7 separate regions of the Mus musculus genome follow, and regions 2, 3, 4, 5, 6 and 7 are each linked to region 1. A link is a contact called in public promoter capture Hi-C data. All regions are on one chromosome and are shown on one strand. The core of a region is the stretch at or near the end of the contact, and the rest is flanking DNA. Distances in the headings are between cores, read along the strand shown.

What was found. Promoter capture Hi-C pulls out the DNA fragments that hold promoters and counts their contacts.
Region 2: a contact with region 1 is called in a promoter capture Hi-C map of pre-B cells. A contact is called at or near these places in 4 of 39 promoter capture datasets (hippocampal neurons, liver and pre-B cells), 2 of 130 datasets of targeted methods (astrocytes and bone marrow-derived dendritic cells) and 1 of 9 other capture datasets (liver).
Region 3: a contact with region 1 is called in a promoter capture Hi-C map of pre-B cells, with 2.5 times the contacts expected there. A contact is called at or near these places in 4 of 39 promoter capture datasets (cranial neural crest, hippocampal neurons, liver and 1 more) and 2 of 130 datasets of targeted methods (astrocytes and pancreatic cancer cells).
Region 4: a promoter capture Hi-C map of hippocampal neurons shows a contact between it and region 1, with 2.5 times the contacts expected there. A contact is called at or near these places in 1 of 39 promoter capture datasets (hippocampal neurons) and 1 of 130 datasets of targeted methods (astrocytes).
Region 5: a contact with region 1 is called in a promoter capture Hi-C map of pre-B cells, with 3 times the contacts expected there. A contact is called at or near these places in 3 of 39 promoter capture datasets (the C10 cell line, hippocampal neurons and pre-B cells).
Region 6: a contact with region 1 is called in a promoter capture Hi-C map of pre-B cells, with 2.2 times the contacts expected there. A contact is called at or near these places in 8 of 39 promoter capture datasets (the 3T3-L1 cell line, the HPC-7 cell line, HPC-7-derived erythroid cells and 4 more), 7 of 130 datasets of targeted methods (acute myeloid leukemia, astrocytes, embryonic forebrain and 3 more) and 1 of 9 other capture datasets (liver).
Region 7: a contact with region 1 is called in a promoter capture Hi-C map of pre-B cells, with 3 times the contacts expected there. A contact is called at or near these places in 9 of 39 promoter capture datasets (3T3-L1-derived adipocytes, the C10 cell line, the HPC-7 cell line and 7 more), 4 of 130 datasets of targeted methods (astrocytes, fibro-adipogenic progenitors, microglia and 1 more) and 1 of 9 other capture datasets (embryonic stem cells).

The regions. Positions count from the first base shown.
Region 1 is chr19:9,980,797-9,984,374 of GRCm38.p6, reverse strand. It overlaps Fth1 (ferritin heavy polypeptide 1), which reads right to left and starts at 1,729. Exons shown (of 4, transcript NM_010239.2): 1 at 1,392-1,729; 2 at 48-194. The coding sequence starts at 1,505.
Region 2 is chr19:11,964,138-11,967,715 of GRCm38.p6, reverse strand. It overlaps Osbp (oxysterol binding protein), which reads right to left and starts at 1,872. Exons shown (of 14, transcript NM_001033174.1): 1 at 1,420-1,872. The coding sequence starts at 1,775.
Region 3 is chr19:11,910,470-11,914,047 of GRCm38.p6, reverse strand. It overlaps Patl1 (protein associated with topoisomerase II homolog 1 (yeast)), which reads right to left and starts at 1,649. Exons shown (of 19, transcript NM_172635.3): 1 at 1,471-1,649. The coding sequence starts at 1,485. Gm31092 (a long non-coding RNA gene) reads left to right here and starts at 1,641. Exons shown (of 2, transcript XR_386559.3): 1 at 1,641-1,952.
Region 4 is chr19:11,817,744-11,821,321 of GRCm38.p6, reverse strand. It overlaps Stx3 (syntaxin 3), which reads left to right and starts at 1,919. Exons shown (of 11, transcript NM_152220.2): 1 at 1,919-2,630. The coding sequence starts at 2,601. It overlaps Gm41810 (a long non-coding RNA gene), which reads right to left. Exons shown (of 2, transcript XR_003952942.1): 1 at 2,982-3,578; 2 at 1-2,669.
Region 5 is chr19:8,591,285-8,594,862 of GRCm38.p6, reverse strand. Slc22a8 (solute carrier family 22 (organic anion transporter), member 8) reads right to left here and starts at 1,681. Exons shown (of 11, transcript NM_001164635.1): 1 at 1,571-1,681; 2 at 624-980. The coding sequence starts at 956.
Region 6 is chr19:8,755,354-8,758,931 of GRCm38.p6, reverse strand. It overlaps Nxf1 (nuclear RNA export factor 1), which reads right to left and starts at 1,829. Exons shown (of 21, transcript NM_016813.2): 1 at 1,673-1,829. The coding sequence starts at 1,700. It overlaps 1700023D09Rik (RIKEN cDNA 1700023D09 gene), which reads left to right and starts at 1,963. Exons shown (of 2, transcript NR_132423.1): 1 at 1,963-2,147. Stx5a (syntaxin 5A) reads right to left here. Exons shown (of 10, transcript NM_019829.4): 10 at 3,290-3,578.
Region 7 is chr19:8,800,799-8,804,376 of GRCm38.p6, reverse strand. Zbtb3 (zinc finger and BTB domain containing 3) reads right to left here and starts at 1,829. Exons shown (of 2, transcript NM_001098237.2): 1 at 1,692-1,829; 2 at 1-1,403. The coding sequence starts at 1,352.

The DNA of each region.
Region 1 (3,578 bases), core at 480-2,979:
GAATAAAGTCTAACCGCTCATTTAGGGCACCCCTAGGATCTACTTACCTTTATATCCTGCAGGAAGATTCGGCCACCTCGCTGGTTCTGCAGCTTCATCAGTTTCTCGGCATGCTCCCTCTCCTCATGAGATTGGTGGAGAAAGTATTTGGCAAAGTTCTTCAGAGCCACATCATCTCGGTCAAAATAACAAGACTGAAAGTGGAAAGGGTACATGTTACTGATCTCCACTGCAAGGCACCGCAATGGCTGTATGCAAAGGCTGTGAGCCATCCTACTCGGCCTTTTAAAAGTTCAGTAAGGATGGGAAGGCAAACCTTGGGACTTGGCTTTATCAAGTGTTCTACGGCTCGGTATTAGTGCAGAGAAAAAAATTTAAGCCAAGCCCAAATCTACTTGTCTAAGAGGTAGGGTGCTAGAGTATCCTGCATTGGGAGGCCATTTTTCTCCTCCTTCACCAATCATGTAAAAAGTAGCTAACACAAGGTCACAAGGCTTCCAGCTCTACAAACAACCACTGATTTATAAAATTAATGCATCATGCCCTGTTAACAATTGAGGGCATTGCATTTTAGCACAAATATATTAGGAGAAGCTTTGATTTTCAGTTTTAAGCACTCAGTGTATTCATATTCCAGGAATGACAGCCACAGAAGTTGGACCTGTTTCAAAGTCCAGGCCTTCCCCAAACCTGTTTTTCAGAAACTATTACATGGAAAACTTCCTTGTCCAGCAATTGATAGCAGGCTTTTCCCAACAAGTATGTACCTACCACTTGTTAGTAAGCCACACTCATGCAAAATAAGAAAAATACAGTAACATGATGCCTTGTAAATGCAAGGTCGGGGTGACACTGATAACTACAGAAGGGGAGATTCCTAGCGATAAGTTTCAATGCAAGTGAGGCTCTGTGATAAGCAGAGAGGTGGAGGCGGCTGCTTTGAAGGGGACAAGAGTAAGCTCACAAGAGATAAGCCTCTTTACACCAGGCCCCAAGGCTGCCACTCGACACCATGACCAAGCAGACCCGCCATACTCCAGGAGGAACTGGAGCAGGATGCATAACCAAACAGAGAAGCTTGTAGGCCACGTGATCGGAGGGGACGAGCGTGCAGAAAATGCACCTAACTGCAGGGTTGATTGGCCAGGCTGACAGTCGTACTGCCCTAAGGCTTCAAAAAAAAGTGGTGTAATGACATGCCTGATCTATGCAGGAGCCACAAGGTGCTATGTGCTCAGACTTGCCACGGCAGGGCTGCCTGCCTTAGGAAAGAACCCCGAACAAACTCCATTTTCCAGAAGGGCGCTGGAAGGCGGGGAAGCCCGCAGCAGGCCACGCCCCGACCCACCCTCCGCCGGCTCCCCAAGTGGCCCTGAGGAGGCCGCACTCACCATAGACAGATAGACGTAGGAGGCATACAACTCCAGGTTGATCTGGCGGTTGATGGCAGCCTCCGCGTCCTGGTGGTAGTTCTGGCGCACTTGCGAGGGAGACGCGGTGGTCATGGTGGCGGCGGGGCGAGGCGCGGTGGCGACGCTGGAGCGGCGGAACGACGAAGTTGCAAAGGGCTCAGGCTCGAAGCGGCCGGCGGGGGTCGGAGGGGTCGAGCACCGGGTTCCGTTCAAGCACTGTTGAAGCAGGAAACCGCGGCGACTCTGGGCGAGAACGTCTGGCGCAGGAGGGGACAGCGGGCCGCACTTATAGCGGGATCCTGCGTCAGGCGAGCGCTGGCCAATCAGCGCAGCGGGCCGCGCCGCCCCGCCTCTTCCTGTGGGCGTGTTGCCCAAACCCGCAGGGCGCGGGCGGGGAGGAGCCTGTGTGAGTGTGAGGCGACGCAAGGGGCTCTGAGCTTCTGCAAGAGCGGTGCCTGGCAACAAGCGCGCTGTTTCTGTGGCCCGGGGCGGGCGTAGTTGGATCTAGCCGTACTGCAGAGGCATCTGGGTCCCAGATGGGCACAGAGGGTACCGATGAGGATGATTTTCAATTCTCACAGGATATCCCTAAACTCTAGGCAAAGTGCGTGTTGTTAGTCGTGACATACACCAGACAGCGACTTCGTCTTACAAATAGGAAAATGGAAGCGTGGCGCTGTAAATGGCGAACGACATATAAGTTGGACTGGGAAAGAGCGGCTTTCCCTCCTTCAGAATCTGTGGAGAGAAGCTCAGAGGAGGAGTAGGGGAACTATTGGCGAGGAGGTTAGGGTCTACCCTGTTCTTCTGACTCAAGCAACCCCGGCTTTTTGCTAAGGCAAACATGGCTCTGAGAACAGTTGAAAAAACAAAGGCTAAGAAGGCGCATTTCTCCTTAGAGCAGGACAACAGCCGTCTGTCTATAGGGCAATCCTGGGGCCAAACCATTTAGGTTTCTGAGAAAGCCCCTGGTGATGCTTGAAATTAAGAGACGTCTCTGGATTAGAAAAGTAAAGAAGTGACCTACGTGTGTCTGTTTCAAAATGGTCTCCTTTATCTTTCTCAGTAACCTTTGGGTTTGTCCTTGGAGTGAAGTTGATGCTTGCAGAATGGCAGGTGACAGGTGCAGGAAACTGCAGAGGGACAAGCCAACTGTGTCTATCTTGTAGCTGTGGCCCAGCTTCAAAATGGGTGCGAATTCTTGGATAGCAAGCAGAACTAGAGATTAGCCACTGCGTCTTGCTAGGCCCTGCCATCCACATCCACTTGTGCTCAGCCTTGTCTAGTCTTTAACACAGGTGGAGAACCAGCAGATGCTGTTCATATTCTCAAAACTGGAAGTTGGACTTCGATTTTGTTGTTATTGTTTTGAAGCAAGATTGACAAAGTTACTGGATCAGTAACCCAGACTGGCCAGGGACTCTCTGTGTAAGCCAGGCTGGTTCGTCAGAGAGCTGGGATTATAACCCTCTTCCCCCCTTTTAAGGTACGTCTACTGAAATACATTACTAGTACTTAGTCTTTTAAAACTACACGTTATATATGTTCTTTTCAGGAAAGATTTCAGTGGTAATCTAGCTGCAGGATGCTTCTGGATAAATATCCTGGAGTCAGACTTCAGGACGATGGCCCTAGGAGACTGATGCTGAGCTAAAGTTGATGAACAAATTCCCTTTGGAAAGTGGAGGAGGGAGGTGGGGAAAGGAGTTCTAAGTAGAGGGAATAGCAAATGGGCAGGCATGGGAATGCTTCCCTTGTTCAAGGAACCTTAAGGAAAGTGTGTTTGTTGGCCCGAAAAACGAAGTGCATGTTGGGGAGAGCTGGAAAGAACATAGTCAGACTGGCGAGCCATAAAAAGTCATTAAACTTTACCCTGTAGGTAATATGGATATATCATATCCATTTGATTTTAGGAACATTACTGTAAATCAATACAAAACTGGTAGGAGTCCAGCCTAGTCATTGTCACATGTAGAATGCATGCAATTTTTTTCTAAGGGTAACCACCATCAGAAAAATATGATGGAAGACCAGCAAGAGGGTGATGGTAGTGAGCAAATATTTTCACTTACCTTAGCAGCAGAGACTCAAGTAGCAAGTAATAAGATCACCAATACCACGAAACAAAGCCAAGCAAGTATTGGGGAAAGGAGGTGCTATCTTCCT
Region 2 (3,578 bases), core at 623-3,122, 2.0 Mb before region 1:
GTCTTCAGGCTTTCTTTAAAATTCTCTACGAGCCAAGCCAACGATGTTCATGGAGGTTATTCGTCCCCCATGGGCCTCCTGATAGGAGAGAAACTACTGGTGAAATTGAAAAGGAATACAGGCTGAGCCACGCCCCCAGCAGTGTCTTGGGTTCCCAAACTGGATGGACTGTGGGAAGAGATTTCAACCAGAAATGGCGTTATTATTATACTAAGCAAATCCCTCTTAGAGTAGACTTCGGTACTTTCTTCATGAGACACACTGTAACACACTCTATAAACCTAAACCGTGTCTTAGGTGATTATCTCTGTATCTAACTGGTTCACGTAGCACTAACCTAGGTTTTAGGTTTTAAAGTATGAAGAGTAGTTTCAAATCCTGATTTCTCCAAGACCCTGGGAGAGCTGCGCATGCTGAGTCTGCTTTCTTGTCAAGAACATGGGAACATGTCCTAACTCCCAGGGAGATAGGAGATCTATGCGCACTAAATGAACAGTTGCATGTAAGACATCCAGCCACAATGCAAGGCTGTTGGGAAAGCTTATAACCTGTCCTCCAATCACCTCTCAACACCTCTGTCTAGTAATATAAGCCCCGAAGTGTGACATGTTATGACCATGCTATGAGTCACAGTAAGTATACATTAACCATACCAAAATAAGCACTGTGAAACCTTAACAATCATTTCAAAAACATGTGTTCTTCCTTTAATAAAACTTAATCTTAAATAAAACTAAAAGGTGCACGGTGACTGCTGGATAAGACAGTCATTCCCATGGGAAGAGGTGGGGCAGGCAAAAGTAAAAGCTATGGTAGAGTACACATCTCTATTGTGGACTGTCTAGACCGAGAAAGTACGCGCATGCTTGAAGAGGTAAGACATATGGTGGACAGAATCCCAAAGTCTCCCTGTGTGTGGTATTCTGATGTCGGAATGTGTATTCTGAGTAGACATGGGCAGGTATATCAAGGGTGTATCAGAAACATTAAATTTTAGAGACTAGAGCACAAAAAGTTAGGAGTTGTAACTTCCACTGTAAGTTCCTGAGGGACAGTGCCCGGGCTCGCGCTGTCTGTGCCCCTCCAGCTTCACAACAGTGCCTTACTTGCAGAATTAGCGATTGCACCCACGTGGTAGCGGAAATACAATGGCAGAGCAGATGCTCTCCAAACAATTGCTGACAGGAAAGACCCAGGGATGGAGGCAGATGAGGCACTAGGGGCGGGTGACAGCGGAGACAAGAGCAGTGTGTCAAATCTGCAGGTTCTGACTTCTGCAAGCTGTCAACCTGTGCAGGTGACAGACAGCGACCCAGGGCGACCTTGGCAGTGAAGCCAGCCGGCGGAGAGTGACAGCGCGGGTCTGTGGGCTGCACAGGGGGGGAGGCCAGGTGAGCGTGGCGCCCCGGAAGCAGTTACCTGTAGTAGCTTAGGAGCCCGTTGCTCAGCACGAACCATCGCCGCTGGTAGCCTTTGATGTAATTGGTCCATTTGAAGAGCCAGCCCTCTCTAGCCGAGCCCGAGCCCCCGGCGCCCGAACCGCCCGAGCCCGCGGCTGGCGGTGCAGAGCCCGGGCCGCCTGCCGCCACTCCTCCGGCCCCGGGGCCCGGGCCGCCCGCCGTCGCCGCCGTCGCGGCCGCCACCCCGGGGCCGGGCCCCGCGTCCCCGCGTCCGCCGCCGCCTCCCACCGCGGGTGGACCCGCGCCGCCGCCGCCCGGAGCCGCGATGGCTGCCGGGCCCGGCCCCACCACTCCTCTCAGCTCGGTCGCCGCCATGAGCCGCCGCCGCCCGGAGAGACACGACCGGAACCGCCTACGAGCTCCGCCGCCGCCGCCCGGAGCGCCCAACACGGCTAGCGCTTCAGCCGCCGCCGCGCAGCGTCCCCGCCCCGCCAGCCCCGCCGCGGGAAGGAGGGCTCGACTGCCGGGAAGGAGGGCGGCGATTGGTGCCGCCAAGTGTCACTTGCGGAAGACCCCGCGGACATTGGCATTTCTCTCGGGCCTGTCATGCTACTCCGCCCAGTGAGAAGCTCAAGGCGCGACGCGTCCTCCAGGCCTGCTTTCGATTGGCTAACAGGAAAGCCAATCAGGCAGGGCTACAAAATCATTGGTGGCTTTCCGAAGTCCGAGGACGGGAGAATGCAGAGCTCACGGCCGGTTTGGCCTCCGAATGGCTAGTACTTCCGTCAGTCATTACAGTTTATGCTTCTGTCATTGCCACGTCACCCCCGCCCATCGCGCTGCCCTTCATCCTCTTCCGCCCTTACGGATTGGTGGTTGATATCAGCTGCTCAAACCTTTCTACCAATTACTGAATGCATTGAAGTAAATGGGGCAGAGTCCAGCCTTCACATACTCATTCTTATTTTTTATTGGCTGACACCTATGTCTTTCACCTGTCGGTGGAGAGGCAGGGCTATGATTGGAGATGATTGGTTCTGGACATTGTCAGTGAAAGCTGCAGTTGGCCGAGATAGCAAATAAATTCATGGATGCACAAGTGGGCAGGCACGTTTGCAGCTTTAAGGAAGTGATGGGTCTCTATAAATGCTCTTGATGTGGGTGTGCTGTGGAATTCCCTCCTTCTCAATTGAGACTTGCAGATGGCCTTAATAAAGAGAGATGGATGGTTCCTGGGTCTCCTAGGGATTCCGTTTTCATATCCTGCTTCCGGAAGAACCCAGAGAGAGCTTCCTCGGCCCCCTCCTGGACTCACGACTCCTCCAATCCTCACCCCATTCCCTTTCCTGGTCTACCCTCTGTCTCTTCACTCTAGATTCTAATACACTTCTATTAATTCTGACCATCTAGTTGCCGACCTTATTTACGGGGAGAATAGATTGGCAAAGACCTACTACCTACCTTTATATCTCTTTTCCAAATCTAAAGGCCCTTGTTAGGTTTAGTGTGGTAAAAACACAATTAATTCTCTTGTTTATTGCTAGGGTTTTGTTTTGAACTGGGTGTTGAATGATTAGATTTGATCAGCTTAATTACAGCTGTGTTAGAGGTCACAAATTTCAGTAACTAGTCCAGCATTGAGCTGTTGTGAACTATTATTACAAAAATAGCCAAAACCTGCATTTTGGGGAATCTAACACCTATTACAGTGTAGCAGTTTTTGACCTGGCAGTAGGAATAGGGTTTAACTTTTATTTATTCATTTCTTCTGATTTGTGTGTGTGTGTGTGTGTGTGTGTGTGTGTACACCTAAGTGCAGGTACTTGTGGATGCCAGCAGAGGGCATAAAATCCCCTGGAGCTGGAACTAAAGTTGGTGGGTAGCCAACCCATAAGAATACTGGGAACAGAACTCAAGTTCTCTAGAAGAACAGGAACTGTTAACATCTCTCCAGTCCTAGGAGTTGCTTTTAGATACTGTAAAAAACTATTTACCTCATGAATATCAAGAAGTAATCTAAGCTGGGAGGTGTCGGCACATACCTTTAATCCCAGCTCTGAAGAGATAGAGGTGGGTGGATCTCTGAGTTCGAGGCCAGCCTAGTCTACACAGAGAAATCCTGTCTCAAATGGAAAGAAGGAAGGAAGGAAGGAAGGAAGGAAGGAAGGAAGGAAGGAA
Region 3 (3,578 bases), core at 400-2,899, 1.9 Mb before region 1:
AGCGTTAAAAAACAATCACAACTTCTTTCTACACTTACAAAGTTGTCTATGTGATAATGCTAGGTCCCCTGGAACTGTAGTTACAAGCTGTGAGCTGCCATGTGGGTGCTGGGAACTGAACCAGGGGTTTGTGGAAGAGCAGCCATCTCTCCAGCTCCCAGACACCTCTATGTCTCAGACTCTGTACTAGGTATTATACCTCTGTGCCTTAAACTGTAATTCTGAGCCAAACACAACTTTGAAAGAAATCTGTGTGAGGATTAAACACAGCAAAGATTTTAGAAAGCTGAACAAAAACTAGAATCCCCATCACATCTTGGGTATGCTCTAATTTATTTTGTTTTAGTTACTATTTCTCTAGGTACAGTCTGGCTTAGAACTCCTGATTCTCTTGCCGCAGTCTCCAGGGAGTAAAAATCACTAGACAAGCTTGGTATATCCTAATTTCAATCACTTATCCCAATACAGATTTATTCAGTTTACTAAGTTTTCTTTGCTTCTGGCAACTTCTATTCACAGTATCTCATCATCTCTCCTCATGTTTACAAAAAGTGAGTTGAGTCACAAGTGTAAGCTCAAGCTTTCTACTGTTTCCAATGTTTAAAGATTCCAAATTGGAATTCCACACTCTAGGGGAACAGCTTGTGATATAACTTACCTGGGAACTTTTAGGGGCCGTTTCTACCCAATCTTCCTCCCCCTAAAGAGCCAGCCCTGCAACTGCCTCCACACCAGAAGCAACTTCTAGCAACTCTCTATGAAATGGCAATCATCTACTGGACCAAATCAGGATGACTCGGTAAGGATTTCCCTAGCTCAGTCCTTAAACTACAAATCCGGAGTCTGTTTGGCCCCAAGAGTAGGAGTTGCTCAAGGTCACACAGCAGTAAGAGACGGTCAGCAAACAGCTCCGTTCTCCAAACAACGTCGCCAAACCCACACTTTTTCTCCCTTCTCCTAGAAGGAACTTCTGCGGGACACGCCCCCCTCCCCACTCCCAGCCTTCTTTCCAAGCCGACTGAAGTCTCAGCCCGAGGACCAGTCCCTGCCCCTCCACCTGACGGCAGCCCGCGTGCACAGGGCTGTGTGTAATCCGGGTGAAGGGGTTCCGGGGGCAGGGCGGGAAACGCTTCCGTGGGCATTCCCCGGGGATTCTGCCTCAGGAAAAACCACCGGGTAGGAGCCATGCAGGTCTCCAAGGCAGCTCCGCGAGCAGAGGCGCAAGCCAAGGGTCAGGTTACCGCACTTAACGGGCTCTCCCCGCCGCAAACCAGCGGCCGGCTCTCGCCAGTCCCGCCCCTCCGCGGTGCGCTGCGGGCCGCACCCGAGCCTCGCGGCCGAAGCGGGGTTCCCAGCCGCCCGCGCCCTGCCCCCTCCTCAGCCGCACAAGACCCGCGCGACGGGCGAGCAGAGGAAAAAAAAAGGGGCGCGCGGGCGAGGGAGGGGTCACTTCCGGTCGCAGCCACTCACCTCGTAGCGGAACATTCTTGGGGAGGGGGGAAGGGAGCGGGGAGGGGAGTGGGGGGAGGGAGGGAAAAGAAGCGCCGACTCCCCGGGCTGCTCCGCGCGCGCGGGTCTCCCACCGGCTCGCGACCCCTGGCCGCCGCCGTACGCCGGAGCGTGCGTGGGGACGTGCGCAGGCGCGCCTCGGGCTGGGCGGGCGCCCCGGCGGCGGCAGCTGCGCGGGGACAGATTTGGCGTTTGGCTTCCTAGTGTGAGCGGCGGGAAAGAGATCCCTAGGCGAGACACTGCGCACGCGCGGGCCGTCGGAGAGGGATGACCCAGAGAGCCCCGGCTTGCGGCTCCTCCTCCGTTTTCCTAACTGCACAGTTGCGCAGTGCTTTTGAGTCACGAGGTTCCCGTCACTGATTGGGCGGAGAAAAGCCTTGTGAATGTCACAGGATGCGACCCCCGAAGCGTCTCAGCAGAGAACATCGGGGATTTATTCTTGGGTGATTTCATTTAACGTCCAGTGTCCTCCTCGGGGTGCCTTGACTTGGTCTGTGAGGGGGGACTAGTATGGCAAGTCAGTATTCTTGGAAAGGGACAGGTCGCTGGCTGAATCAGTCGGGAGGCCAAGGCTGTGATTGATAGAGGCCAAAGTGTTGACAGCGTTTGGTTTTAGGAAAAAGACGAAGGCACATTTAACAAGGATTATCTAAGGTGATATTTTTAGATGCCAGGCCCTTCACCCCGTTGGAAAGCGGGAGAGCCCTAACGGGCCGCGCAGCCTTGGGGCTGGGGTCACCGCAGCAAGGTCGGTGAGCTTGGGCGCTGTGGACAGCCATTTCCGCTGAGGATGAAGCCCAGCGGAGTTTGTTCAGCTTCCGCCTCAGCACCCTGGTTCTAGAAGTCTGCTGCTTTGGTGCTTTATTGCCTGTAGCGAGACCGTTTGAGAGGGTGTCTTATTTTTTATTTTATTTTTGAGCCAGGGTTTCTCTGTGTAGCCTTGGCTGTCTTGTTATTCACTCTGTAGACTAGGCTGTCCTCGCAGAGATCCGCCTGCCTCTGCCTCACGAGTGTCACTCAGGCGGTTGTCTCACCTGGGAATGAATGGTGAACTTTAATTCCTTAACACGTTACTGTTAGCGTGACTGGATTAATCAACTAGTTTACTATAAGCATTGGATTTGAAAATAGAAGTTCTGGATTGGGAAACGTGTTTTTTCACTGCTGCGTGAAACTGGGCATGTCTTTCTAAACATCTGACCCTTCAGGTTTTCTTTCGTAAAATGGGTAAAATTATATCTACCTCACTAAGTAGTAATCGAATAGTTACATTCTCTGCTCTCTAGATAAGGAACCTGGAGGTTAGAGAGAAGTAGATAGCCTTAAGCTGCCCACCGGAAACTGTTGCAAAGTTGGCAGCTAAGATATCTGAATCCCCAAATCTGATCACTTAAGAGCAAATAGAATTGACTCTTGAAGAGAAGGCAAGGTAAGCTAATAAGTAATTTTCAAGAGTTATGAAACAAACTTTCATTTGTGAGGTAACAGGTTTTCACAATTACCCAAGTACTGAGAGGCTATGTAGACCAAGAGCTAGCAAACTCTGGACATAACTTCTTTTTTTAAGCCTGCCACCCCTCATTTACAAAACGTCTTTTGTTGGCTTGCTACTATTAGTTTTGTGCTGTGACCAAAATATCTGAGTAGACAGTTTAAATGGGGAAATGTTAATTTGGATTCAGGTTTCTGAGGGTGCAATTTGTGCTTGGTGCTAGCAAGTTTTGGAGTGGGAGTGTGTGGCAAGGGCCATTTGTTTCTTGTAGAAGAAGAAAAAACCTGAGCTATAGAAGAGGTTTAAGATTCAGTTTCCCACAGGGTCCCCAGTGAAGGTGCTAGAGAAAGAGCCTAAGGAGATGAAAGGGTTTGCAGCTCCATAGGAGGAACAACAATATGAACAACAGTATGAACTAACCAGTATCCCCAGAGCTCCCAGGGACTAAATCACCAACCACAGAGCACACATGGTGGGATTCGTGGCTCTAGCTGCATATGTAGCAGAGGATGGCCTAGCCGCTCATCAATGAGAGGAGAGGCCCTTGGTCCTGTGAAGGCTCTAAGCCCCAGTATAG
Region 4 (3,578 bases), core at 670-3,169, 1.8 Mb before region 1:
GTAAATCTCAGGGATCCACTGTTTCTACTTTCCCAGTTCTGGAATTACCAGTATGTGCCACTGTGTTTGATTATTATTATTATTATCATTATTATTATTATTATTATTATTATAAGTTCTGGGAATTGAACTCCGGTCCTCATATTTGTGGAGGAAGCACTTTACTGACTGAGCTATCTCTTAAGCTCTGACTTATGTTTTTTTTTTTTTTTTTAAGTGTCTGGATTAAGGCAAGAAGTAATAGGGAAGAAAACTTGTTCTGTATAATAACTTTTTAACAGAGCTGGTACCATTCAGTCATGGAAGGTACTACCTTGGGAGTATACAGAAAAACTGAGCAAATTAAAATGACCAGTGACCACTAACAAAAAGCTGTTCCATGCTATGTATCCTATGGTGGCCTTATCTAATGCACCTTTCTGATTCTATAATAGTCTGTGACTTTCATTGTATCACAGCTATTGTCCAGCTATGTAAATTAGATATCGGTAGTAAGCAGAGTGCTTCTATTCATGGAGATTATAAGGACTTAGTGTACAGGAGAAGCACGGTTTCTTCTCCCATCCCCAGAGCTAGTTTTGCATCAAGTAACCTATTCATGCCAGCCTTCCTGCTGTTTGTCTGTGGATCTGAATGAGTTTAACCTCTTACTGGTTGCTTCACTAATAAGCTAAAACATTAAAATATATTCATTTTATATTTGCATGAGAGTCACAATTTTTTCCCTGTTGAAATCAATTATATCCTTTAAAATAATTTGCTGGGACTTAAAAAAATTTTTTTTTTACTTGTATGAATGTTTTTGCCTGCATTATGTCTGTATACCACATGTGTGTAACCTCTGCAGAGCCCAGAAGAGGGCGTTGCATCCCCTGGAACTGTGTGTCACCATGTGGATGCTGGGAATTGAACCCAGGTCCTCCAGTCAGTGTTCTTTACTGCAGGGCCGTTTTTTGCAGCCTAAAATCAATCGCGTCTTAACTGGAATCCTTTGTTCTTGCTTCAAAATGAATCCATCCTCCTTCCTCACTTCTGTCCAGATTTCAGACGTCCACACTTCGAGAGTTTTTCACTGTAACCCCTCTTACTGGAGAGGTTGAAACAGGAGAATGGCAAGTTCAAAGCTTGCCTGGGCAATTCAGGGAGATTCTGTCTGAAAGGAGAAAACCTAAGGGCTGATGCTAGAGAATGAGCTCGGTGGCGGAAGGTTTTCCAAGTGTTTGCTGGGCTGGGGTGGGGGTGTTCAAGCCCTAGCTGTAGGGTTACGACCACCAGGGGGCGTGGAAACTTTCGCAGTCCTCGCTGGGCCAGCGTCAGGACAGGAGCCGGAGGTCAGATAGAGGATTAGAGTTGATTACCGCATAGTTGGCTCTAACAGCTCAAGCCCTGCCTTACTTGACTACCTTTATGGCAGCGGAGGAAGTCAGTAGGAGCGTGCACATCGCAGAGGGTAAAGTCCGGTTATAATTAGAAAGTATCTATGGCCTTTAAGATTGAACACAAAGTCGAGGATACTTCTCGAACTTGAGACCAAGTCTTCACTAGCGCCAATTGTTGACCACTACTCTGGTCGATACGCCATTTGTTATCCCCAAATCAAATACGGAGGGGAAGGGAATAGGGGCACCGTTGAAGAGGAAGGGCAGTGAGAAGAACCACACTTTTCTAAAAATTCTTCAAATCCCAGGGCTCTTGACAGCAAGGAGGAGAGAGGTGGGCTTAAGTTTTCCAAATCAAACAAACGTCTTTATCCTACAACTCTGCCCGGTAGTTAAAAGTCAGTTGCTTCTTTTCTCGTACAGGCTAAGCAGAAAATTGCTAAGCAGCCTCTGATTTATATAGCTATGGAAACGGACTCTCCTAGATTCCCTCAAGTTATTCAAATTGTTAGTAAAAGGTGACTGGACCGCCTACACGACTTCGAGAGGCCCCACAACCACTAGCATCATAATCCCCAAATTCCTCGCCGCAGCCCGATCCAGGGCATCTCATCTGCAGTTACGCCCTACGGGAACAAGTCTCTGAGCCCGAACCGCACAGATTTTATACCCAACAGGTCCCTTCTTTAAGGCGGAATATCTCTTGAGCATCATCGGAACGTTTTCCCTCATCAAAGGGAGCAGGAACCAGCTTGTCTTCAACCTGAGGAGTCCGCAGAGGGCCGAACAATAAGAACAGTGCGGAAAATACGGAATCGAAGCCAGACAGACCACCCCCGCCTTTTTTTTTTTTTTTTTTTGTTTCTGCCTTTCGAGGGGCATGGGAAGGTGTGCCCGGAATGCTTCCGGCGCTGGAGCGCGCTGGCCCTTTAAGCAGGAGCTCGGGGAGCGGCCCAGGTATGGGGCGGGCCCAGGGGCGGGCGAGCCCTGAGCCGGCGCGGTCTCGTAGCCGGATTTGGAGCGCGGCGCCGGCGGGGGCCGGAGGGGGCGGCGCGGCGGACCTCGGTGGCCTCGGACGCTCCTCCTCGAGAGCGGCCGCCGCCCGCCTCCGCCCGCTCTAGCAGCTCTCTCGCCCCGGCCGGCAGCCGCCGCCGCTCCAGGCCGCTCACTTGGGACGCGCTCACCTGAGACAAGGCGCCCGCCGCCCTCACCTGGGCCAGGATGAAGGACCGGCTGGAGCAGCTGAAGGCCGTGAGTCCGCGGCGCTTGGGGGATCAGGCGGGCCCCGGGCTGCGGGGATCGGTCATCAGGATAAGTGGCGTGGGAGAGGGGCTTCTCCTAGTTCCCCTAACCCAGGCCGCAGGGGTGCTCTGCGCGCTAGGCCTCCCTCCGCCCAAGCCCCCGCCTCATCCCGCGGAGCTTTGCACCCTCCCCTCCCCTGCAGGGTCATGTGCTCGGTGATTCATCACCTAGCTGCGATTTCCCTGGACGCCCGTAACCCTCTTACCCCTTCTCCCCCAAAGCTGGACAGGGTTCCTCCAGAGCTGGACCCACTCGGGGACTTGAAATCAGCGGGGCTAATGGAGAAGTCAGGGGGCTCACCTCACCAGCTGTCTTCTGCCGCCTGGCACTGTGCCCCAAACCGGCCTCCTCTCCTTTCTATTTCCCTCCCGGAGCACCGGGCAGGGCTACTCCATCCCCGGAGTAGTTGAGAGTTCCGGGTGACTTCCGGAGCGGTGAGCCTGTTAGGTGCTGAGATGGCACCCCTCTTCCCATTCAGTGGTCTGTAATTATTTTGTCTTGTACCCCCGGAGACAGCTGTGGTCGTCTGCCGCACAAAAGCTGAAAAGCTTAGGTCACTTACTCTTTTGAGCCTATTTCCTTGTCGGTCAAGGGAGAATCTTCCTTCCTTATAGGTCTGTTATGAAGGTTGAATGACATAATGGGATTGATATAGGGAAGTGCTGAAGCATCAATTTTTGGAGGTATAGATTCATTTAGTAAGTTACTGAGCACATTCTATGGAGCAGGGCGAGTGTGAAACTTTAGGAACCCACCCGGTGATACAGGCTGCCACTTAATGGGATATAACAGTGCAGCCCTGGAAACTCACAGTGGAGTCTGCCTCCTAGCTAGCCTAGAAGCGCGCATCAGCTCAGATCTCAGACTAGACCTGGTGAAGGTCTCACCGAGTCTTCC
Region 5 (3,578 bases), core at 432-2,931, 1.4 Mb after region 1:
GCCACTCCATAGGGTGACTGGGGAGTAAGGTCATACAGACACTTATGTGAGTGACTGACACCCTCTGGATCCACCCAGGAGCCTTCCAACCTTTGCAATGTGAAATCCCTCTGCTACCCAGCCTCCCTGCACCACCCCTCCCCCAGCCCCGCAAAGCTTTGCACAGGATGGAATGCTCCTCTTCTAGTCTAGTTAACCCCTTGCCTGCTGTTCTAATCTCAGCTCCAGGGATGCTTCTTTGAAGTGATTTCATCTCAAGCTACTCTTTTCTTGTCCCTATAACCAGTCCAAGGGTGGAAGATTGCAGCCCAAGGTCACTGCACAGCATGAGGTAACAAGTTATTCCACAAGGCTGTATAACACCCTACTAGGAGGAGAGACTGTACAGCTCAGCATCACTGGAGCTCAATACCACGCTATAGATTGTTGAAGGAATGCTTGGGCATGAACGAATCAAACCACTCAGTTCTTGTGCATTAGCACTGGGATCCTTCCTCTTTGCCCAGTTCCCATTCTTTCAATCCCAGGAAATCTAGGCCCCTGTGTTTTTTCTATCCACAAGTGCTGCACGGTATATGGAAGTACCTAAGGTGAGGTGGAAGGAGAGAGGGTGCCAGACATACCTCTGTCACAATGGTGTCTCTGGTGCTGTTGTAGATCCAGCCATCCAAGCATGGCTCGGTGGCCCCCTGGGTGTCATTGGGAAGACTGGCGTTTGGCAGATGCACGAAGCGGAGACACTTCTCAGGCTTCCCGTTTGGGCCCAAGGGGAGTACCCAGGGCTCTAGAGAGGCGTTGGGGGGCGGGCGACAGTGGTGGTCAGGGGTGGTGGCTGTGAAGATCTGTAGCAAGTTGTGGTTGGCTATTCCGAGGATTGGGAGGGCCAGCAAGGTCACATGCAGGTACTGGAAGGGGCCCATGCTTCCAACACGGTCCAGAATCTCGGAGAAGGTCATGGCACCAGGCAAGATGAACCAAAACTGTAGGCAAGGCATCAGGCCAAGAAGAGGTGTGTGTATGTGTGTGTGAATTGTATGTAGGCCTGTGGAGCATCATAGAATCACATGCATGAAGATGTACCTAGTTACATGTGTAAAGATTTGGGGTTCTGGTGTGTGGATGCATAAAGATGTACACAGTTGCAGAGAGGGATATGGGATACCAGTGTGGATGCAGTGCTATGTGCACATCTAAACTGCACTCTTGAAGGTCATGTGAATGCAGGCATGTGGCCCTGTGCTTATAGGTCGTAGATGTGTAGGCACAGGGCCACATAGTAGGGACCAAAGGTCCAGATTTGGATGTTGGTTGCCCAGGCGGGGTGTGGGTGAGGGTGAGAGAGAGGATAATACACATTTCCGATTGCTTCATGTGGGCTAAGAAGGATCTGCTCAAGCTCCAAGCCTCCTTGCTGTTCCCTGGGGTGAGTCCCCTGTGCTGGAGTATCAGAAGAATCCAAGTAGGTCCCTGAAGGCTTTAGGGGTTTGACCAATTACAGCGTTACAGTGAGGAAGCCTGGCTTTGGGGTGTTCTTGGGTGCTAGACTTGGGGGTCTTCAATCCCGTCTCACCTGGTGGTTGGAGCTGGATTCAGTTGGGCTGGAGCTGGATGCAGCAGTTGCCCGTGCTCTGTCCTAGGGTCCAGCAGCTGCTGTAGTAGGACAGCTCAGCTCTAACAAGCTGTTTGTGTCTCCCCTGGGGTGCCTTATATAAGGCATAAGCTGTTTCCTGGGCTAATGTTTGACTTTCTTTGGAAGATTAACATCCGGCAGGGGGAATGCTGTGCACCCACCAAGCCCAGCTCTCCTGAAAGGGCTGCCTCAGCCAAGGCTGTTGATAGGGTGGAGAGGGGGCTGGGGAGTGGAGTGTGGCTGAGCCTAGAGGCTGCTTGCTGGACAAAGGGCTTAGTGGCTCAGGGCATGTTTCCTAAGCGAGAATCTGGAAAAGGACTCAGGTCTGCGTGTCCAGAGTGCCTCTGAGCTGATGTTCAGAGGACCTGGAGTGGAGAACAACCAGCAAGAGAGGTGCTCCTGCACATGGGAGGCAGCATTCCTGCAATGGATCATCTTTCATACCCGGCTCCTGAGTAGATTCATGGAGAATGTTAGAACACACTCAGACAGAAAGGCCCAAGCACTGGTCCTTATGGTCTCAGAGGTACCGTGCCTTGGGCTCCTGGAAACACCAGGGCCATCCCTGTCTGAGTCTCAAACACAAGTGACCATCTCCCATCTACCTGTGGACTTATGCCACCGGCTGCTCTTTGGCTTCTCTCTGCAGTCCCAATGGCTTTGCTTATTTCTATGAGTACGGTTTAATTACCTAATAATGTGCATTTCTTGTATAAAACAGAAATTCTAACAAGCCAACACAAACTGAATTAAGTACATTCAGTTTCACCCAAGAGCCAGCTTGGGCAGGGAGTCTTGTGGTTTGTGGTTACTTTTCTCCTACAGACATGTCTAAGACAGGGTCTACCAGTCAGCTGGAAACTTGGTTGACACACTTATGGCAGGCCCTACTGATAGGACTGTCAGTTAGGAAACGGAGAAGTTAAGTAACTAGCTTAGGGTCCCCAGCAGGAAGTAGGTCAGGGGTGTGGCTTCAAGTCCATTTCTGCCCTTAAGCATCTAAACACACATACACAGACACACACAGACACACACACAGACACACACACACAGACACACACACACAGACACACACACACACAGACACACACACACACAGACACACACACACACAGACACACACACAGACACACACACACACACACACACACAGACACACACACACAGACACACACACACACAGACACACACACTCTCCCTCTCCCCTTCCTCCGCCTCTTCCTTCCTCCCTTCCTCTCCCCTCCCTCTCTTCTGCTTCTTCCCTCTCCTCTCCTCTTTGAGTGTTTGAGTCAGGATCTCGCTATATAGTTCAGCCTGGCCTTTAAGCCTCACAGCAGTCCTCAAGCTTTAGACTCCTCTCAGTTGCTAGGATCACCAGCATTCACTTGTGCTTCTGGTGTGAACCAGAGTTTTCTATGAAGTCTGCTTCTTTCTTAGCAAAGTTGCTTAACCTGCACTGCCTTTTAAGTCACAACTGGCTTGCTTTTAGCTGACTATTACCATTTCTGGGACCCCCCCCCCCGGAGATGCCCCATTCCACCTGCAATGCAGGGGAGGTGGGGTGGGGTGGGGTGGGCAGGATCAGAGATGGCCCACTTGGGGTTCTCTGTTTTGTCTGGTTGAGGTTTCCTGTCTCCTGGGCCCTTTTCTTAAAGGTGGCATCCAGCCTCCAAGTTAGGCCTGGGATCCTCCTGCTGAAGTGCCTGCCAGCTCTTCCCTCTACCACAAAGCAAGGTCAGATGACAAACCCTGTTCCAGCCCCTCCTCTTCGCTTACCACCTGGACTCAGCAATTATTGATGTTCTCCGAGTGACCTGAGGCAGGGTGAAATCTGGAGTCATCAAAGGAAGATTAAATTATACTCCAAGGCCGCCAAAGGGTTGTTTTAGGAAGGTTTTGACTGGGAGGCTTGCAGCAAGCTGGGCTGCTGCAGCTAACCCCCTGTTCT
Region 6 (3,578 bases), core at 580-3,079, 1.2 Mb after region 1:
TAAGAAGAGGATTGGAACTACAGAGTTCAAGGCCAGACCAGGATTGAGACCTGTCTCTCTTAGTGGGTGGTCTGCATATATGTAGACAAAACAAATAAAAGGAGGGCTGAGGATATAGCCCAGTTGACAATGTGCTTGCCTATCCTATCCTTCACACACACACACACACCACCCAGGCTGAGGCAGAATTTGAAACTTCAAGTCAGTCTGGACAACTTGGTGAACCATCTCAAAAAAATAACAGCCGGGCCTGGTGGCGCATGCCTTTAATCCCAGCACTTGGGAGGCAGAGGCAGGCGGATTTCCGAGTTCAAGGCCAGCCTGGTCTACAAAGTGAGTTCCAGGACAGCCAGGGCTACACAGAGAAACCCTGTCTCGAAAAAACAAGGGATTTTCATCCTTCCTTGTCTATAGCTCTGTGGGAGAACAGAAGGCCTGGCACACAGGGAATGACCTGGAACCTCTGATCCTCTTACCTTAAACAGTGCACTACTACACTTGGTTCTATTTATTTTCCTTTTTGCCAGACCTTGAGTTTAACTCTAGGAGCCCAACCCCCCCAAAAAAAAGTAAAAGTCTATGCAATACCGAACTTGGGAAGCTGACACAGGGAGACTGACTGAGGCCAGCCTGGGATACTAGGGCTGACCCTGTAAGGGAGAATTAGCCTTCCCTAGGGATGAATTCCCTAAATGGTTATCCAATCCCAAATGGTAAGCTTTAGAAACAAATATATACACATTAACACTAAATGGGCTCTGCATGTTGGATGAATTTGGGGAGAGAGTTGACAATGGGAATGGCTAGAGAAAGGAGACCAAGTAATTATATTTGAATTAAAATAAAGGTTCATTGGGTAGCTATTTTTCAGGCCTGGATAAATCATCAGTATTACACAAATACAAAAAAGGTATAACTTTCAAAGAAATCCACCTAATATCTAGCATCCTCTAAACAACGATCCTCTCCAAGCAACCCTAGTAAAAAGGAATACATTAAGAGACAGTGAAACTACGGTTCACGGAAGAAAATTCCCACTCCAGTTACTGTGTTCTAGGCACTTGGTAGAAATTATTTCATACGCACACAAACGCACACGCACATGCACACAAACTTGGGAGACAGGTACCCACATGAAAGAGGCGGAAAACAAGGCCTGAAAGTTTAACTCACTCGGGTTTAGTACAGCCAACTCCAGATTCAAACCTCAGCTGTCATAGTGTCCTAACCACCACAATGAATTAACATGTCAGGATAGGTGTTCCGACTAGAAATTTGATAAACAATAAGCAGCAAGCTACAAGAACAGACTGATCGTATCACAAAAAGAAAAAGAAAAATAGGGCACCAGGGTAGCCCACGACCAAGCGACTACTGACTCACATTTAAAGGAAGAGTCGGGCCGCCAAACTGAACTGACAGGCATCAACCACCCTCAAAGTTGAAAGGAATCTTGTCACCCCACCCCTGAGCCACAGGTTCTCCAACGCCTGAATCCGGGCGACTCTGGAGCCCCTGGGTCCCGCGGCGCCCCGCGCCCCCTGCCCGCGCGGCCACCGCTACCTACGGACGTAGGGCTCCTCGCGGCCTCCCGCCCCCGGGCTGAGGCCTAGGCCAGGGCCGCCCACCCCAACCCACCGCGTCGCCTCCCGGCCCGAGGCCCCGCACTGACCGTTGTATGACTTCCCTTCGTCCGCCATGGCACAGGCAGGTACAGGGGCGGGCTCAGGCGCAGAACCTGACGCCACCAAACGCCAAGGAGCCTTAGCGCTCAGGACAGAATCTCTCCTACGACCGGCGCCACCGCATTTATCCGGCGAAGCACGTCGCGCGCCGCCGACGTCCCCAGGATGTGGGCGGTGCCGCGGGACGTGAACGCGCTCTCTGAGCCTGCGCAGAAGCAGGGCGGCCGCTCGGGGGCGTGGCCAGGCCCTCCGAGGCCCGCCCACGGCCGGAGCTCCGGCCGGATGGCCTATCGGCCGGCCCCGCCTTCCTATTTCTTCGCTGGCCCGGTCCCGGAGCTAAACCCTCTGCGTTAGCACTGAACTCAAGAGGAGCAGGGTCGAGGGCTACACACAAGAATGGAGACCTGGCCTCTGAACGGGAGTAACGGCCCACAGTCCCCGCCGGTGGGATCCCGGCAGCGAGTAAGTCGCAGCTCAGTTCCTTGCCAGCCGCTGGCCTATGCCCTCTTAGCTTTTCTCATCTCCACGACGAATTATGACGAAATAGAAAATTGGAATGTAAGCCCCACTGGAGCAGGAACCTTAACTAATGCGAACTTTTCTTCCTCCAGCACAGTATCATGCCCAGTGTGAAACCCAAGTGTGAATTAAACGAAATCCTGTCCTTCGTAGGTTTTTAAATTGACTAATGAAAAAAGGTCTTTTAAATTGACTAATGAAAAAAAAAGTCAAGTCGGGTGTAGTGGAGCAGGTCTTTAAACCCAGCATTTGGAAGGCAGAGGCAGGCAGATCTTTGAGTTTGAGGCCAGTCTTGGCTCTATAGAAATTTCTAGAACAGCCAGAGCTATGTAGAGACCCTTCCTCCAAAAAAAATAAAATAATAAAATAAAATAAAAAAGCTTTAGTCTTACTATCAATACTTTGTCCAGTTCAGAGATAGGGAACACTACATAGACCATCTCAAAACAAAATCAGGGATCTAGTGAGCCTTAAGCCTTGATCTTCACTTCACTCAGTCTGTCATACTGAAGCCTAATTGGTAGACCCAGGTCAGCTAGGTAGGTAGCTAGGGAAAGTTGCTAGTTTTGGGTTTTGTTTCTTGAAACAGGGTTTCTGTGAAACTTGCTTTGTAGACCAAGTTGGCCACAAACTCAAGAAATTCACCTGCTTCCAACTCCCAAGTGTTGACTGAAACTTTAATGTCAAACCCAAGAGCTCTAGGAAACTTTTCTGGTGTGGCTAGGACTATTGCAGCCTTGGATCCAGATGCTGCTGTGGGAGGGGGAAGCAGATGGGGTGCTGGTAGGCATGGAGCATGACTTGATTTGAAGATACAAAACAGGCTCAAACTTATGGGTACTGTCTTGGAAGTTGCCGCCCAATTATGAACCCACTTAGTCCAAAGGAAAACTCTTATGAAGTGCTGCTGTACTTGGCTACTCGCTTCTAGGGGGGAGTTGTGTGTACAGAGCTCCGGAGCTACCCTGCCTATCAGTAGGGGCCCATCAGAGTCACTGACTTAACCCTTTTGGTTCTGGTATTGGGCAGTGGTTAGCTTTTTGCTGAAGTCCCCCCCCCCCCCCCAGAAATGACATCAACACTAGTGAGGCTGACAGTCTTGCTGTAATTGGGAGGAAATAGGCTGCAGCATGTTTGGCATATTGAGAGTCACCAGTAGCCAAAGTCAGGTTTGTGCAGGCAACTGTAGGGCTCAGAGCCCCCTCACCTCACATGGTGAGGAGAAGGCGGCAGTCAAGTTCTAGCTGACCCAGATGATGAAGTTGGTCCCTTGGATACTTCTTGAGGATTCTTGCCTCTCAAGAAGGAAGGGCGTTTTCTCCTCTTGCTGCCAGTTACGTTTGGGGGAGGCTGGTTATAGGCTTATAAAAATCT
Region 7 (3,578 bases), core at 580-3,079, 1.2 Mb after region 1:
CAATAGCGGCACTCATAGGGCCGCTCACGTGTGTGCACTGTGGCATGTCGCCTTAGTGTATAAGAACATGAGAAGGTCTTTCCACAAGTCTTGCAGGTGGGAACATCCTCTGTAAAATTTCCAAAGCTCCCTTGGGCTGCTTCATACTCAGGAGGAGGGTAGAGTGGTTCATGCAGGGCTGCTGGTGCAGGCAGGGGTGAGGTTACCAGCCCTCGATGATACTGCCCTGGACCTGGCAGCAGATGGTATGGTAGATGAGATTCCGGAGGCAGGAAGTGGTCACTTGGCCCCACCTCCTCTAGTCCTGTTGCCCCTGGCTCCTCAAAAGCCTCTGCCTGTGAGGGCTGTCCCCCATACACTGCTCCTCCAGGTGGGAACAGCCCTTCAGATCTGTGGGGCTGTTCCTCTGACAAGTCAGCCTCCTCATCAGAGATCACAATAGCTTCTACTTTTACCTGGACCAGTTCAGCTTCAACTGGGGCTGGAGCCTGGGATAGAACTGGGGCTGGCGCTGGGGGTGGGGCTGGAGCTGGGGGATAGAAGCCTTGCAATGGTCCTCCAGTATCCCTTGGTTCCACCACCCTCAGACTCTCAGGAACCACATCAAGAGGAGTCAAGGGCTCCACCGAAACTCCTGGAAGGCCAGAAGAGAAGTAGTTTACAGGAATGGTCTCTGTAGAGCTACTTGGGCTGGCAAGAGAGACGGAGACATCAGCCACTGGTGGAGGAGGTGCCCGAAGATGTGATGAGTCAACTTCCATGCTTGGTTGTGTAGTGTCTGCCCCCCCAGATACTGGTGGCTCATCTGCAGGATGAGCAATGGGTAAGGGAGTGGCTGGACCCTTCCATTCCTCTTTGTTCCAGCGGGCTGACGGTTCAACAGATGCCAGTAAAGGCTGTGGGCCTCGAGAACTGCCTGACAAAAACTCCAGACTAGCAGGATTGGTTTCCTCTTCCTTCTTGGTACTGTCTGCCTCTGCCAGAGCTCGGGCCTGCAATCGTTGCTTACAAACCTTAACAATGTCATTCATGTGCAAGTAGCTGGCAGCTGCCAGCACATCTTCTAGAGGAGTATCTCCCCTAAGGGCCAGCTGGCCAGCATACATAAAGTCCAAAAGCAACCCAAAGGCTGGGGCCGTGACAATCTCATTGTGAATACACACCAGGTCCCTCTTGTCCAATTCCCGCTCCTTGTAGAAAAGCTGAAAGAATGGGCTGCAGGAGGCCAGCACAGCCCGATGGGCCAAGAACTGGGTACTACCAACCATCACAGTGCAGTCACAAAGGAAACCCTGGGACCGTTGCTCCCGCAGGCTCTGAAGCAGCTGCTGACTGTGTTCTGGGAACTCCATAGCACCCCAAGGAGGGAAGGGTGCCCAAGAGAGTTCCCTACCACTGACTCCCTGGGAAGAAAGGACAGTAAATTAGGTAACTTCCATAGCAACCTCCACATCAGCCCTTAAATAGAGCTGACCACCCAAGGCCTCTGGCAACATGCTGTCCCCCACCCCCAACCATGTTTCAGTTAACTGCCCTTCTTTTTCCACTATCCCACCCAAAGACCTGTTGGCTCCGCCCCCTGAGCCTAACCTTAGGAATCGTCCCCGCCCCTATTCGAAAAAAAGCCCTGCCCCCGGAAGTCCCGCCCCCTAAGCAGCCTGTGCTTCCTCGATTCTCAGCCGGTGCCTTACAATGAGTCCTCCAACTAGGACTGTCTTTTGCGCCCAAGCTTTCCCGGGTGATGCCTTCACGCCCCAGACCCGGAACTTCCTGCGCTTTTCCCTCTCGAACTCCAAGGCTAAGGACTCCCAACGTAGGAACTAGCAGAGAAAGCTGAGCCCTCACCCACGACCTAGCAGCTACTAGGAGAGCTCCGCCTCTTCCCACCTCCGCTATCTTAATTGGCTCAAGCTTGCCCTCTCTTGTTGTGGATTGGCTCACTGTGAGCTACCCCGCCCCTCGATAACCGGCTTCTCCAAATGGGCAATCCCTGCCATTGCTCAGGCGTCGAGGCTCACAATTGGTTGTTGCTCCTGTCCTAAACTTTTCTTCCTCATCCCGCCTTCCCTCAGAGACCTCAGGATTGGCTGAACTTATTCATCTGTTTCCCATAGGGAAATTACCCGCCTGGGTGGGGCGAGGTTGGCAGTAACGCAGTGTATTCGGGAGTATACAGCCTGTTTCTGCTGCGGACTACCTAGAAGGAGAACTATAACAAAATGGTGTGATAACCTGTAGGCCCACGTCTAGACCAAGCTCTGCCGAAACAGTGGGCAGTAAGCCACACCTCCCAAAAGTGCAGTTCACTCTTGCAGATCTGGTCCTCGAAAATTACAGGATGCGCCACTAGTTCAGGCTCAGTAGTGGTGTTAGTAACTACCTCTAACTCTATGAAGATGATGGACTGTTCTCTAGGCAAGCCCTAGTAAGGACAGAAATGGGACAGAGTCTAAGGATATCTGTGTTGTTAAAATCTTTTCCCTGAGGGGGGCTGCGATCGGAATGTAAAGTCAATAAGTAGAGAAAACAAAACAAAACAAAAAACTCTTCTGTAAGGTCCCAATGATAAACCAAGGTACTATGCCACTAGTACCTTGGGCCCCTGAGAACTTATTGGCCTTTCTTACAGAGCCTAGGTGAGGGGTTACTTACAGGAGTGTGGGTGAGCCACTTCAGAAGTCCCTGGCTAAAGGGTTTACCCAGCATAATGTTCCTGTAGCCATATAGATGGAGCTCCCTCCCTAAGTCATTCTCCACCTATAGAATTCTGGGTATATATATATATATATATATATATATATATATATATATATATATATATATATATATATATATATATATATATGTATATCAATCAGGTAATATATGTAATATATATATTACACACACACCCAGCCCTGGAGATCCTGGGGTCATGTGCAATTAGGGAACTGGTTGAGGGAAGTGACTGGATACTCAAGTGAGGGTCTCATGACCCTCCACAGCCCCTCATCCTATAAGGGAAAGTCAACAGTCAGCAAGCACAGCTGAGGTGGTCTTCTGCCTGCAGACCCAGCTAAAGTTCTGAGGAGGATGGTAGTTTGCCTCCAAAGATAGTCCTGTTTGGTCCCATAATACACATGTGGTTGTGCATGTCCACAATATGTTCAGGAGGTAGAAGACAGAGCATCGGAACTTCAAGGCCAGCCGGAACAACAAACTTTCAGCACAGCCTGGACAGCATAAAACCCAAGTGTAGGTGATGTGCTCTTTTAATCCCAACACTTGGGAAATAGAGGCAGGCAGATCTCTGAGAGTTTAAAGTCAACCTGGTCAATATAGTGAGTTCTAGGCCACCAGAGCTGCACCATGAGTCCCTGGAAATAGTTCCACGAATGGAGTTTTGTTTATTTTTTCAATTGAGCTACTTCTTGTTTGCTTGAGAGGATTTCCACATGTAGCACAGGTTGTCTTGGAACTTAGAGTGCTCCTGCCAATGTCTCACCAGCAGGAGCTATAGGCAGGTCAATGGTGACCAGTATTGAAGAAACATTTCCCCCACCCTGTACCTTCTCCTTTTTTTTTTTCCTTTAAAATGA